2 separate regions of the Anser cygnoides genome follow, and region 1 is linked to region 2. The links are chromatin contacts, called in public Hi-C maps. All regions are on one chromosome and are shown on one strand. Each heading gives the region's core, a stretch centred on a gene start, on an enhancer-like site or on the middle of the called end of the contact. The rest is flanking DNA. Distances are from core to core; before and after follow the strand shown.

Region 1 (7,098 bases), core at 2,369-4,868, 90 kb before region 2:
TGTCTGCCTGAGCCTCATCTGGAAAACAAAAGACTCATGTAGTTTCACCTGTTCCAAGTGTATCAGGACAGTGTTAACTCCAAGGCTCACTGATGAGGTTCTGGCAACATCACCTATGGAGAGCTTGCATAGGCCTAGATGCTTTTATTCAAACTGAGTAGTACCTAGTTTATCCCCTCAGATGACCCACTAGGGTAAGCCAGAAGGAAAAACCTACTTGGCACAGGTAAGGATAAGGTTCTTCCTCTGTCTTATAGGATACCAAGGCTATTTATTTCCTGTCCCCTTCAACGATTTGCATTCAATCTTCTTGTTCACAGGCAATATCAATGAACATTAATTACCATTCAGTTCAGACCCCAAAAAAGAAGAAAGAACACTGAACAAGAACATTTGTGTTTCATGAGGCTGCAATGGAGATGGGGTAAAGGCCAGTCTGTGCTAGAGCTACAGTCATGCAGGAGACTCATTTACAGTATGGCCATCCGCAATGGTAAAGTCAAAAGAGAACCATGTTCAGTCTGAGCCAGGACCTGGTCCAGGGCCAAGACCATTTCCTCTTTGGCCATGGTATTTACACCATCAGCAATCTGGAGGTTTATCAAGACTCTGCCACTGCTTCTCTCAACCAATTTACAGTTATTCATGAAGCCATGGCAACTTGACTGTGAGTCTGAGCCCTTCACTGTCACTTGGCCAAGCTGGGCAGATTTTGTTTTCTCAATTGCAGCTCGGAAACCAAGCTAGCTCAGCCACCTCTGGTCATTTTGGTCATCCTTCCTCTGAACTGCCTCCACTTTGTCTCTCTCTTCCTGGCAATGACAGGCAAAATCAAGCTGTCTTCTCACCACTCTTTCAAAACAAATTAACTAGAAAGAGGTCTTCTCTCCCAAGGACAGAGGCTGCTGTTTAGGATTTCTGAGCTCCCTGCTCTCCCACAGACTCAATGTCAGGCCTTGGACAATTAAAATCCACCCCTGGTGCCTCAGGTCCAACTGTCAAAGGACAATTGCAATCCATTTTTCTAATTTGCATTACTGTTAGAGTGGATAATGAAAAGCCAGAAGAGCTCCTCACCGAAACAAGAACATGACTTTTTGTTTGTTTGTTTGTTTTCTATCAATGTTTCCTAAACAGAGAAGTCTGTCACAATTCAGGGTGTCACCCATTTGTAGTACTCTTCACTGGAACTCTCTGCTACCACCTCATGCACGTACATTGCAGCCAGCTCTACAGAGCTCTTTGTTTCTCATTTGGACCCTCAAACCTTTCCCTGGCAGGTCTTGTCAGGCCTCTTCCCCATTTGACTAAGTTTATTTATCCCTCTGCTACATGCTCAGCTCTTCCTGAGTTAGTCTCTCCTTTCTAGTCCATTCCTTTTCCCACTGCAGTTCCCGTCCTCCCAAGCAAGGCATTTAATGAAGAGCACAGTGCTCACATGCTTTCTTCAAAGCACCTAGCTCAGTTCAGACAGGGAGCTAATGATTTCCCAGGGCAGTGCCGTGGGCTTCTGCACCGTCTCTGCTGACACAGCATCTCCAAAAATTCCCTAAGAGAACCTCTCCTCCTCCCTTTGACAGAAGAGTGGGTCAGAAACCTTTCTGCTGGGGGGTCTTTCTGAGGTTTGCAATCTCTGGATGTTCAGGGGAAGGATGAAAAAAGGAAAATGAAGAGAGCCAAGAAAGTCAGAGCAGCTGCAGAGGCTGCTGCTGAACAAGGAGACGGTGGCTTGGCACACCCATTGAATGCACCAGAGGTGAGGCTAGAAGGCAGAAAGGCATTGGGGGGTGGGAGAAGAGAGGAACAGATTTAAAGGAGAGGGCAAGGGCAGATGAGGTCAGAAATGATGGAAGGAGGGGAAATGTTGAGGTGGGAAGAGTTGATGTAAGAGGAGGAAAGCAGGTGAAGGGGCCACAGGAGACTAAGAGGACTGGAGAAATGAGGCTGTGCAGAAGGGAAACATTTCCTGGACATCTTCCTAATGCTTGCAGGAGGGATGGAGGGGGAAGGAGCCCCAGTCTGTTCTCTGACCTCTGAAATTACACAGCCTTCAAGAATATTTTGTGCCATTTCTCCCTGATGTGAAGAGGATGCCAACAGCTCCAGGTGAGCAACCCAGACCACCCTCTGAAACTTGCTGCAGAAGGAGACTTTCATTATCCCGTTCTCCTATGCTAAAAGATTAAGGGAATGATCCAGGCCACTAGCAGCACCTAGGTTAGGAATTATAAATTAACCCACCTAAGGGCCCCATGCCCTTGTCTCAGACAAAATGAACCAGACACAGGGAACATACCTATTCCAGACACGTAGAAAGAGAATGCATTGAACTGCTGCACATAACTTCAGAGCTGCTAAGAAATATCCCTGGGAAGTAACTTCTGAACTGCATCAGGCATTTTTCTGCCCCCCAAATCCCTAAAGAGTAACAGCATCCCAGACAAAAAGCAAGAGGGCAGCTGTCTGAGGTGGCAGTGTATGCTTTGCAAGATGTGCTTTGGAGAGGCAGGGCTGCTGACAGGGCATGGCGAGGGACCCCCAGGACCCATCCTGCATGCAGAGAGTGGTCCTCAGCCTTCAGGCCCACCTTTTACAGAAGCAAAAGAGCATCCAGGATTCACAGCAAGCAGCAGCTCCAGGGCACTAGGTTAGGGACCATCACAGCTCTGGCGAGCAGCTGGGTACCTTCTGCTGCAGGTCTCTGAAGCAGGGACAGAGTCTGTCCCCCACCCTATCCCTCAGCATGCCGCGCCAAGAGAAGGCAAAGTCTGAAAGGGAAAGCAGCATCTTTAATTAAAACAGGCCCTATGTGACTTCATCACTGCACAATTCCTGCTGCCTCTGCCCCACAGAGCTTCTAACAGATCATCTGCTGGGGGTGAGCAGAGGAGAGCTGCAGCGCTGGCCTGCCAATTATGTGCAAAATGTAGGCAGTTTTACTCCGGGGACCAAAACATCAGTGAAAGTGCAAGTGAATCTGGTTACTGGAAAGCCAGGACGCAATGCACATTTCTAATGTTTCAGGGGATGATGCTGTCCTAAAGATGATAGGATAGCACGCCAGCTGCTGGCCTTGCAGCACTTGGAAAGAAGCTGGGGACAAAGTTCCTGTTTATGCAGAAGTGACTGAGTAACTAGCAATTTTGGGAAGGGAGCATAACACACTCCTAAAGAGCAGTCTTTCACTGGGAGGTTTTCAGTTTGTGGTCAGTCGTTGCAGTGTGAGATTCACGAGCTGCCATCCAACATGCCTCAGGCCCGGGTCATGGCTGAGCAGCTCAGAGAAAGTCCACCAGAAACAGCAGGGAATCTGGTTCCTGGCAAATGGGAAGCAGATTTGGGACAGGGAGGTGACATGAATGGGGAGTCACACAACAGGCTTGCAGACATAGGAGTCGAACGTCACCTAGTGAGAAAGACACGCTAAGGCTGGACATGTCACCGGGAGCAAACAGTGGGGGAAGGAGCTTTCTGCCATGAGCTCTGCCTGTACATCTGGACCCCAGCCAGTCTCGTGCTGCTACCCAGAACATTGCGCTTTTTCTGTCCTCCTGATAGATGCAAAATCTGGTCATTTCTCTATCATCTCACAGCTTGCTGTTGTGGTTTTTGCTGTCCAACCCAGGGGCTGAGGGGAGCAGGAACAGCCCATGTTGTTGAATGAAAAGGGAGGGGATGAGCCCATGTTCACTTCACCAAGGATCTCTATACTCAGCAGGTTTGGAGGCCAGACTCGACCACAGAGACGTCAGAATTTGGAGGTCCTGCCAGACCAGGCAGGTGAGACGCTGCTCTGGCTGTCCTCTCATGCTCAGCAATACGGCCCATGATGAGCCCTGTGGAGTGTCACCCATAGCCCCCATGCAGGCTGAGATCCTGCAAGAGGGTTGCTGTCTGAGCAGGCCTCTCCTGGGGCTGCTGGAGGACGTGGGGCTCTCTGTGAAGGCACCCTGGGGAGCCAGGAGCCCCCTCACAAGCAGTGCTCAGACAAGGATCTGGCAGCATTCAGGGCCCAGTGGGTAGGGAATAGAGTGGTGAGGAAGGATGCCTGCTGAAAAAGGGGGATGCTTGCAGTGCAAAGGTAATTAGTTTTTTGCTGATGCAAAACTATCTCCTCCCCACACTCAGGACTCCTTCATTCCTCATCCACTTCATTTTATCACTTGCATGACAAGCTCCAGGCACAGGATGTTGCTCCCTCTTCCAGGTGCATCTCTGCCCTCCTCTGCAATTCACTTATCAAAGCAAGAAAATGTTTGGCTTAAGTTTCCATTTGTGCTGAGACAAAGCAGAGGGGACTCAGTGGTACTCTCAGAGGACAAGTCTCATTTTTGTAAGTGGCAGGCTGCTGTCACCAGGTGATGCTGTAGCTGCAGTGCCCCTTAGCCTTGCTGCAGTCAGGATCTCATTCATGTTTTTTTCCTTTTCTGTGGAACTTCAAGGCAAAGCTGAAAGATACCCCAAGGTCTTGGTTCCCAGAGTGTCAAATCCCTGCCACAACACTCCCCCTAAATGATAAATTTTAAAAAGTTTAAAAACAAAACAAACAGACAAACAAAACACAACAAAATACAGCGCAACAAAGCAAACAAAACAACAACAGGAAAGAAACAACTCATCCCAAAGCTCCACGCTTGAGCACTGCTAAAGTGCAGGAGGGGCTGGCAAGTAATTAAAAGGAAAGAGACAACTCTCTGTGGGTTGCACTACACTTAGGTGCTGGGAAGTCTGGGTGGGAAAGCAAGCACGGACTCTCAGAAGAGAGAGCTGCTGGTACAGTGGTTACTTGAAGTCTAAGTATCTAAAAAGAAAAAAAAAAGTAAATTAAAAAAAAAAAAAAGAGTTCTGCTGGTTTGTCCAACTCCACCAGTTTACAGCTTTCCTACATTTGCCCTGGAAACTTGCCAGGCAGTGTACAGTGAACATAAAACATTGCAGGCTTGTGACTGCTTCCCTTTGCTTTTTCAAGTTCCAAAGTCAGACGGGACTTTTTTTTTTCTTTTTTCCTTTTCTACTTATTTTTCCCAAAGGGCAGAGACAAAGCTATTCCTCATGTGAAGAAGCTGAGCTCCTGAAAGGATCTGAGCCTTTGCGTGCCTGGCTTTACATGTCCCCCTTGCTCGGCTCCGAGAAATGCTCTGCTCTAAAAGAATAGCGTGGTGTGAGATGCCTATAAATGGAAGATGAAATTGTTACTACTAAGCCTGGGCCCTGCCAAGGCAAACAAGTGCAGGGCAAACTGTGTGTGCAAAGGAAGGGAGCTGAGAAAACTCGAAGTCAGCTGAATCATAGCTTCACTTTAATTTTAACATCACTTAAAACTACATAAACACAGCCATCTTATTAATAACAAAACTAGCCCCTCAGTAGAGCTGTTGTTTGGAAAGCCAAGCCCGTGCGCACGGGTGCAATGGGAAGAATGCTGCAGGAGAGACGTGCCTTCCAAAGCTGTGTTTTAAATTTAAAATAGTTGGGATGTCTGAGATGCAGCAGCTTTGCAGGAGCCATGAATAGCATTTGATGTCTCTGCTGTGGTTCACCAGGGTCCTGACCTCCGCAGGGCCAGCAGTTTGTCACGGCCTGTGCAACGAAAGGGAGCACGCTGCGGACAGCTGCTACCTGCCAAGGTGGGGCACAGCCCCACCTGAATGGGAAAACACTCCCAAATCCCAGATGCTGCTCAGCCCGGTGTTCTGCTTTCTCAGTGTAGGATGATGCATGAGAACTCTTGCATTGTCCTCATGTCAGGCTTTGCAAGAGCTGTCAGTACGGGCTTGAAGGAGAAAATTGTGTGCACACATTTTTAAAGCATACACACCCACACTGCTCATGCAGAAGTTGACAGGGTGCAGCAGTGTAAATCCCTGGTGCATTTCTCCACCTACCACCTTGACTCGCCGGTGAGATTTCTGTGGGATATTGGGATTGTGCAGAAGTGAGCATGCTCCAGGGGTGCACTGGTGTGAATGCATATGGCTCAGTCCTGTGCTCTGTCTGACGTTTAGTGAAAGGTCTAAAATACCATTTGCTAATTAGGCGGTGAAAGTGATAAAGTTACAGGAACAATCTGCAGGGGTTTTGAGATGCTCCATAGCAGACTGCAGAGCAGAGCAAAACATTTTTACTGTTGTCTACCAGGAATGATTTGGTATCAGTGGTGATCTGATAATCTCAGGGTGAGGAGTGAAAACACACTGGTACGAGGCTTGCTCTTTATTACTTCTGACATTTTATAAAGTCAGGCTGGCTCAGCAGCTCCCCTAATATATAGCCCCTAAAGCAGAGATGCAATTCCTAACGCTTTCCTAATGAAACTCCCCTGACTTCCATGGCCTTGTGTTAAGACCGAATTTGGCCCCATCAGCAAAGCACATTTGGATTTCCAAACTGCAAACTGCCTCTTGATTCCAGAGGGACTTGAAAAACTCCCAGAGCACTGGAGTGCAGCAGTGAGATTTATGCTTTTCCCTGACTTTTCACTACTCACTAATATGTTTGTAGGGCCAAAGTAAAGCCAGATCTGGCATTCTCCACTCCCAGTTTCTCTACTACCCAGGGAACTAAATGACAGTGTAGGCTGAAACAGTAATGCTTTAAGCCCTAAAAGAGCTTTTCTGGGGTACTTGCACAGCCTGTGGAAAGAATGTATACATAGATATTTGGAATATGAAGGCTCAGCTCTTTATCTTTCCTGTCTGCAGACCCACTGATGACACAGGTTCCTGTGCAGAGGCAGAGAAGTGAAGCCAAAATAAAGATTCTTCTGTTATTTTTTTGTAGGAAAGTAGCACCTCTAGGCTTGGTTGTGTTGGGCACTATTTGTACCCACTGCCCAAACCAGTCCCAGCACTGGAAAAAGGTGACTGCTAAACAGATAAGCAAGTGAAAGGAGGAAAGAGGCACAGGGAAAGTTTTAGAGAGCCAGAGCAGCCCAGCACAGGCTCAGGGTTTCTCAGCAGCATGGGAAAGAGGGGCTTTGCTGCTCCTTCTTTTGCCTGGGGATTAGAGGAGGTGGGGGCTACATGTCCACCAGCCTTAACCATGGCCCCTGATCTCCCTTCAGTTTTCAGCTCCCTCCTGCTGCCTTCCAAGCACGGG
Region 2 (6,825 bases), core at 3,301-5,800:
AGCGAATCCAGTATGCCACCTAGCCCTCGCTAGCTCTACTACACCCACCGCTGCAGCGCGGGCTGCTCGCGCCTGCTGGAAAGGGGCTCCCGGCGTGAAGCTGTGAACACCTCTTGGGGTTAGCATAGCAGGGATGGAGGCACCATCCAAGAGATGGACAAACATCTTGGGAAGGAATCCGATTTTACGCCTGACTCTCAACCCGGTCTCCATGCGAAGTGAAGTAGCATGTTGGTATCTGCACTGCCTGCTGTTGCCCATCTTCCCTTTTTGTGCTTCTCCCCAAGGCTTGCCCCATCGGTTCCACTTTTGTCACTTGTCATTTTGCCCTCTGGGATTTTTTACACCAAGGATGAAATATCGGCTCTTTTCGTAATGATGCTTGAGGCACCTGATTTCACAACCTGTTGGTGTTTTTTAATAATTGCACATGAAAAAAAAAATCTCCTGTATAAGCATTATTTTCCTAATGAGTTTCAGATCTACACCAACTGGACAGTGGTTTTGGAGGGAGAAGAAAAAAAAATCTCATTCATGTATCTGTGATTCAGCCCTTAATCTTTCTAGATTGCCTGAACTTGTTTGATGTTCTGAGTGCCTCCAAAACACACAGATTAGCCCAAACTGATTAAAGCACATGTTTCATCTTCATTATCATGCCCAGGAAAGTCAGTGCTTTTGCACATTACAGAGAGTATCATAATGAAGTGTGACGTATCTGAGATATAAAGAATGGTAACTCTTTTCCAAATGACTACTTCTCTTCTTTTTTCTTTTTTCTTTTTTTTTTTCCAAGAAGGAGCTATATGTAACAAATAGAGGCCATAGCAATGAAGTATATTAGCAGACACTAACAGAAACCTTGGTTTCCTCTTGTTCATTCCCCCAAAATAAGAAAGCATGTCTTTTAAACATAAAACATCATTGTGACCTCCCCTGGAAGAGAAAAAGCCAGGAGAAATGAAATCTTCATGAGCTGTGGGCTCTGTTACAGCTCGTGACCAGCCGTACACTGCCCCATTGCTGTCTTTTGTTCCCAGGGCAGTGGGTTTTTTTGGAGCATCAGCACCAATGTCAAGAAGCCAGCCCTTGTGAGGAGCATGACGGCACACACCAAGCGTTCATCTGCAACTCCATCCCTACCCGTGGGCTCAGCAGTATGGATCCTCATGGTTAAGGCCACTTAAATATTTTGGCAGAAAACCTGTTATCAGGGCACGTCTCATGGCTAAAACTTTACCTTCCCCTGGTTGAGCGTCTGACAGAGTTTCCAGGTGCACTGTGATGGATGAAGGTCCCGGCACAGCCTCGCAACTCAGCGTAGGAGGGAAGCGAGGGTGGCCTCAGGACAACTTCACACCACTTGGATGTGGCCTGCTCTGAAAGCCCGGGAGACAGCTCCCAGGCAGCCCGAAATTAGGGCAGCTTCCCTGGGGCTGCCTCACAGGATCCCTGCCCTGTAGCGATCCAACCGTGCCCAATTCTCCTGTGCCAGGGCTTGCAGCTGGGCTGCATGAAGGCAGCTCCCTACACGCCTCGCCGCTTCGTGTCCTGCAGCCTGGAGTGGGAGGGAAAACTCCCCGCCACCCCTCTCCATGCTCTTGCAGTCTCCGCAGCAGAAATTATTCGGTAAACTCTGTTTCTTACAGGGTGGCGGAGAGAAAAAGGAAAGCCAATTCTCTCCTGCCCTGTCGCAAAGTGACAAAAAAAAAATCTCCAAATCTCCAGGTGAGGAGTGCTCCTCTGCCCGGTGCTATTTTCTGCAAGGCACCCAGTCAGACCAGCAGCAGAGCCTCATAAAAATCAGCAGCAGGATGCAATTAATATGCTGTAAAAGTCATAAGTGTCAACTGGAGAAACCATTTAATAATGCTTCTAGATAAAATCCAAAGGGTTTGCTTTTCTTACCTTAGGGTGCCTATTTTGCAGCAGTTAACTGGGATCTAAGCAGAGATTCAGGTATGATCAAATAAAACCTCTGGAAAACCTGCTGGCTGAGAGAAAGAGAAAAAAAAGTTCAGAAATGTGGCCTCCTTTTTTGAAAAGAGGGGGGTCAAAAAAGGACGGCAGGGAGCTGATCCTTACTGCAGAGCTCCCGTGGGGTAGGAAGGCAGTAAAACAAGGAACACCTGAGATGTGCAAAAAAAAAAAAAAAAAAAAAAAAGTCTTAAGCGGGGAAATTTTGGTGAAGAAAGAGTTAATGTTTTTAAGCAAGCACCCGTCCTCTTACCATAGATAAGGGTGCATTCTAGTGGCAAAATCCATGCAATGCAGCTGCATAGCTGCCTGATCTAAAAAGAAACCTGGGGAATATGAGGCTCTGGAGGAGCGTGTGCATGTGTGGAAGGGGGGGGGTGACTTGAATTGCCCGTGAACCTCGCCCAGAATTGCCTGATGCCTTCCAGTTTCCCCGGTAGATAACCGTGGGCTTGTGCTGGGGAGCGATCTCCCAGCCGCTCCTCCAGGTGTAACATCCCTGCGCACAGCTGCCTGGGCTGGCCACCGGGCTGCACGAGGCAATTTCGGAGATTCCCTTTGCCACGCTTCCAGCTTCCCCACTCCTAGCAATGAATGAGCACTGAGGGAGGCAAGTGCGAAGGACCAGGGCCCGGAGAGCTGTAACGCTGAGGAATGCAGCGGTGGAACAAAAGGCAGCAAACCGCAAGCTGTCCAGGACAGAGGATGAGCACTGCAAAGTCTTTTTTTTATTTTATTTTTAAACTTCTCCCCCCCCACACACACACACTTTTGTGCAGGGCGAGAGGCAGAAGAAGAATGAGCTAAAACGTGCAAATTGGACTTCGCATGGCAAAATTCCCCTTGTTTTCTGGCATGCCCTGAGCAACAGCGAACTTTTCCAAAGAGGAATCTAACACAGTTCTTACAAGCAGCCCAGCCCTCCCTCCTGCTCCCTGTCCGGACGCGTTAACCCTTGCTGTTTGGGGGTGTCAGGGGCACAGCCTGGCACTGGGAAAAGCCCCCCCTGCCTTTTCACCCCTCGCCCAGGCTGGGGCGGGTGGGAGAGGAGAGCTGGGCACGCCACACACACAAAGGCTCCTCCTGGGAGCAGGGTGGGCGAGAGCAGCTCCCTGGCACCCACCCAGCCATCTCCCTGCCAATCTCACCTTTGGAGCTGATGGTGGGGTGCACGCACCCGCTCCCCCCTCGCCGAGGGTCCTCAGCCACCCGGGCAGGGCACGGGGGTCTCCACCCCAAGCGAGACTGAGAGCAGCAGGATCAGGCCCTACTAATGCACCCCCCTCTTCCCTCCCCAAACTCAGCACCCTGACCTCTCCCTCCCGGGCTCCCCGCAGCCCAAACTGCCTCGCAACCCAATTGCAACCACTTTTCTCCTTCTATCCTTTTTTTTTTAATTTTTTTTTTTAAACCGTGAAGATCTCAACTTTTTTCTTTCTTTTTTTTTTTTTTTTTCCTTCTCTTCCCCTGTCTTTCCCCTCCCCATCCTCGCCTTCCCCTTCCCCCTCCTCCTCCCCTTGTCTCTCCTCATAATATTATCCTTGATCACTGCCCGGGGTTTGAAGCCCAGAAGTCAGAAGCTGCGCACCCCACCCCCACCGGCTCGAGTGTGCACTGATAGGGCCCTGGCTGCTGGCACCCAGTCAAGCTGAGGTGTCATTGGGATCTCAAATTGCAGCTAGGGGCTGGCAGGCAGCCAGGGGCAGTCTATTTAAAAGACAGCCTGTTCTGCAGTATTCAGTCTCTTTAGAAACTTCTCCAGGGGAAAAGTGTTGGGAGATCTACAAAGTGGATTTTTTTTTTTTTCCTCTTTTCTCATTTTTTTTTCCCCCTTCCTTCCCCCCCGTTTTTACCGCTCCTCTGCAGACTTTGCAAGCAACCACTCTAATTTTGCAGAAAACTTTTTTTTTTTTTTTTTTTTGCCTTTTCTTTTTATTTTTTGCCTTTTTGGGGGGCTTTTTTTTCCCACTGTTTTATTATTTTTTATTTTTTTTTTTGCCTTTGCAAATCTTGGAAGAGGAAAGCGGGAGGTTGAACAGAGCCGATCGAAACACAACTTTGCTTCATACCAAGCTTCCCAGCAGCTCGCTGCGTCGGGAGAGACTTTTTCTCCTCCTGCAGAAGAAAGGGGGAGGGAAGGGGAGCTTTGCATCCCCCCTTCCTTCTCCTGCGGGGCTTTCTTTTTTTATTATTATTAATTATTATTTTTTATTATTATTACTATTTTTCTCCTGGCTGCTTTGATGCAATAAGAGCAGGACACTGGTTTTCAAGGAACTTTGCTCCCTTCCCAACCTGCCTCCTCCCAGCCCTTTGGGAAGAGTGTGCGTGTGCGTGTGAGTGAGTGCGTGAAGTCGCCGTCCCCCCCCCACCCCCTCCCCCGGCTCCCCCCGCAACCTGTGGGCTGCAGCCCCCCGTGCAGCCCCCGCACGCTTCTCTCCCTTTCCCCCCCCCCCCCTCCCCTCTCCCTTTCCCACCCCCCTCTCTTTTTTGCGCTCCCGCAGATCGCGGTGAGAATCCCCCCTTTCGAGGCGAAAAAAAAAAAAAAAGAAAAGGAAAAGAAAAGGAAAAAAAAAAAAAAGCCGGCAGGAGGAGAAAAAGCAAGAAAGACAAAAAGCCCCAAAGCAAACCTAGCCGCCCCCCCCCCCTCCCGCAGCCAAAAGCAAAGCGGGAGGCTCCCGCACCCCGCCAATAACCCCCCTAAGCCTGGGGCGCCGGCAAGCGGGGGCTGCGCTTTCCGCCCTTTTTCTTTTTTGAATTCGCCGATTTTCTCCGCTCCCCCCCCGACCCCACAACACCCCCCCCACCACCACCTCCGAGCCCCCCGGAGGGGGCCCGAGCGGGTAAGCGAGCTCCGCCCGCCCCCGCTCCCCGTCCCGCAGCATCCCCCCGGCGCGATGCTGCTGCGGCTCCTGGTGCTGCTGGGCGCCTGCCCGGGGCTGTCGCGGTGCCTGGGCTCCTTCGTGCAGTGCGAGCCTTGCGACGGCAAGGCGCTGTCCCTCTGCCCTCCGCCTCCCCTGGGCTGCGAGCTGGTGAAGGAGCCGGGCTGCGGCTGCTGCCTCACCTGCGCCCTGCCCGCCGGGCAGCCCTGCGGCGTCTACACCGAGCGCTGCGCCCGGGGGCTCCGCTGCCTCCCCCGGCAGGGCGAGGAGAAGCCGCTGCACGCCCTGCTCCACGGCACCGCCGTCTGCCTGAGCGAGAAGAGCTACCGCGAGCAAGCCAAGGCCGGTGAGTGCCCCGCGGCCGGCCGCCTCCTTCGCTCCCTTTCCTCCTTTCCGTCTTTTTTATTTATTTATTTTTTTTTTTTAATCCCCCGGTCCCGGGTGCGTTTCCCTGCCCCGCCGCCTGCTTTTTCCGCCTTGCCGCCTCCCCCCCCCCAGCTCTCCGCTTGCTTTTCCTCTCCCCCCCCACCCCCCCCCACTCCCCCCGGGCTCTTTTTTTTTCCCTGTCCCCGCTCCCCCAGCTCGCCGGCTGCGTTTTGCAGCGGTCCAGGTGCTCTTCCGCGCCCCCGCTTGCTTTTCCTCCCCGCCGGCTGCTTTTCCATCTTTCGGCCCCGCTTTTCCGTCCCCGGCTGCTCTTCCGTTTCCCCTCCCCCCGTTCGCTTTTCAGCCTTTCCGGCTGCTCTTCCATTCCCCTCCGCCACCACCAGCTGCTTGTCCATCTTCCCAGCTACTTTTCCGTCTTTCCACCTGACTTCTCCCTCACGCACGCACCCACCCCGGCTGCTTTTCCATCCTTCCGGCTATTTCCCCCTTCCTTCCTCTCCCTGCCCCTCCACCCCCTGCTTTTCCAAGCCCCCGTCTTTCCAGCTGCTTCTCCACCGCCACCACTTCCCCTGGCTGCTCTGCCACCCCCCTATTGCTTTCCCGCTTTTCCAGCTGCCCTTCCACCTGCCCAGCTGCTTTGCCATCTCTGCGGCTGCCCTTCCATTCCCTCAGCTGCCCACCCGTGCCCCCCACCGCCTCTCCAGTCCTTCTTCCCATCCGCGCCCCGGTTGAACCTCCCGTTGCATCATCTCACACCCCCCCATCCATCCCCACTGGGTTGTCCCATCCCCGGCAGAGAAGTTTTCTTCCCCCACCTCCCAGAAACTTGTTCCTGGTCCCAGCTGCATCGCGGTCCTTCTCCAGTTGCATCCTTTACATCTCTCCTGCATCCCCATCCTCGCCCTCTCCAGGACCCCCTTTCTCTCCGCTTTGCTCTGGGGCTCAAGCTGGGCTCTGCACTTGAGATAAAAGGGTCCTTCTGGGCAGGGCACCTGCCCCATCCCCAAAACCCTCAGCTCCCCCCGGGTTTATCGCTCAGCCTCCCTCCTTCTTGTGGCTGCGGCCGCCTGCCCCTCCTGGCTGCCTGCTGCTGGACCTCTTTGTTGGGCAACGGGTTTTAGCGCTGGGAGGTGAGGAGAGCAGGTGCATTAGGAGCAGGGAGGCTGTGGATGCAGAAACGAGCGGCGGTGTCGCTGACGGTCAGACAGAAGGCATTAAAAGCCAGCACGAGGGCTGGCGCGGTAGCAGCAGCGCTAAGCCAAGCTTCTGAACTGCTTGCACCTTGCACGTGACAAAAGCACGGCAGAAAGCGCTCCTTCGCTTGGCCGCTCGGTTAACTCCCACTTCTGGGTCCTGCGGCTGGGACAGGGACAGGTCCCCTCTGCTCCTCCAAAAGCTTCTGTCCTTCTGCCATGGCATGCAGGGGAGGCAGGGGGGGGGGTCTGCGAGTCCAGGGGACCTAGGAAAGCACTTTGGAAAAAAAAAAAAAAAGAAAGAAAACAGAACCAAGCTCCCCCCCCCCCCTTTTTTTTTTGGTTCAGGAAAATGTCATTTTAGCTTGTTAGCAAGCTCCTGCTTATAC

Evidence for each region. A called contact is a pair of places that touch in the nucleus more often than the background predicts.
Region 1: a Hi-C map of liver shows a contact between it and region 2, with 3 times the contacts expected there. The contact joins the enhancer-like site here to the promoter of IGFBP5 in region 2. A contact is called at or near these places in 2 of 7 Hi-C or Micro-C datasets (both in liver).

What each region holds. Positions count from the first base shown.
Region 1 is chr6:31,290,396-31,297,493 of Taihu_goose_T2T_genome, reverse strand. No RefSeq gene overlaps it. Among named protein-coding and RNA genes, the nearest start is that of IGFBP5, 90 kb to the right of the region's middle. Within about 2 kb of position 3,618, at least 2 of the 3 cell types and tissues checked have open chromatin away from gene starts, as enhancers often do. A contact at or near this core is called in liver, where this site is marked.
Region 2 is chr6:31,201,596-31,208,420 of Taihu_goose_T2T_genome, reverse strand. IGFBP5 (insulin like growth factor binding protein 5) reads left to right here and starts at 4,550. Exons shown (of 4, transcript XM_048046987.2): 1 at 4,550-5,205. The coding sequence starts at 4,875.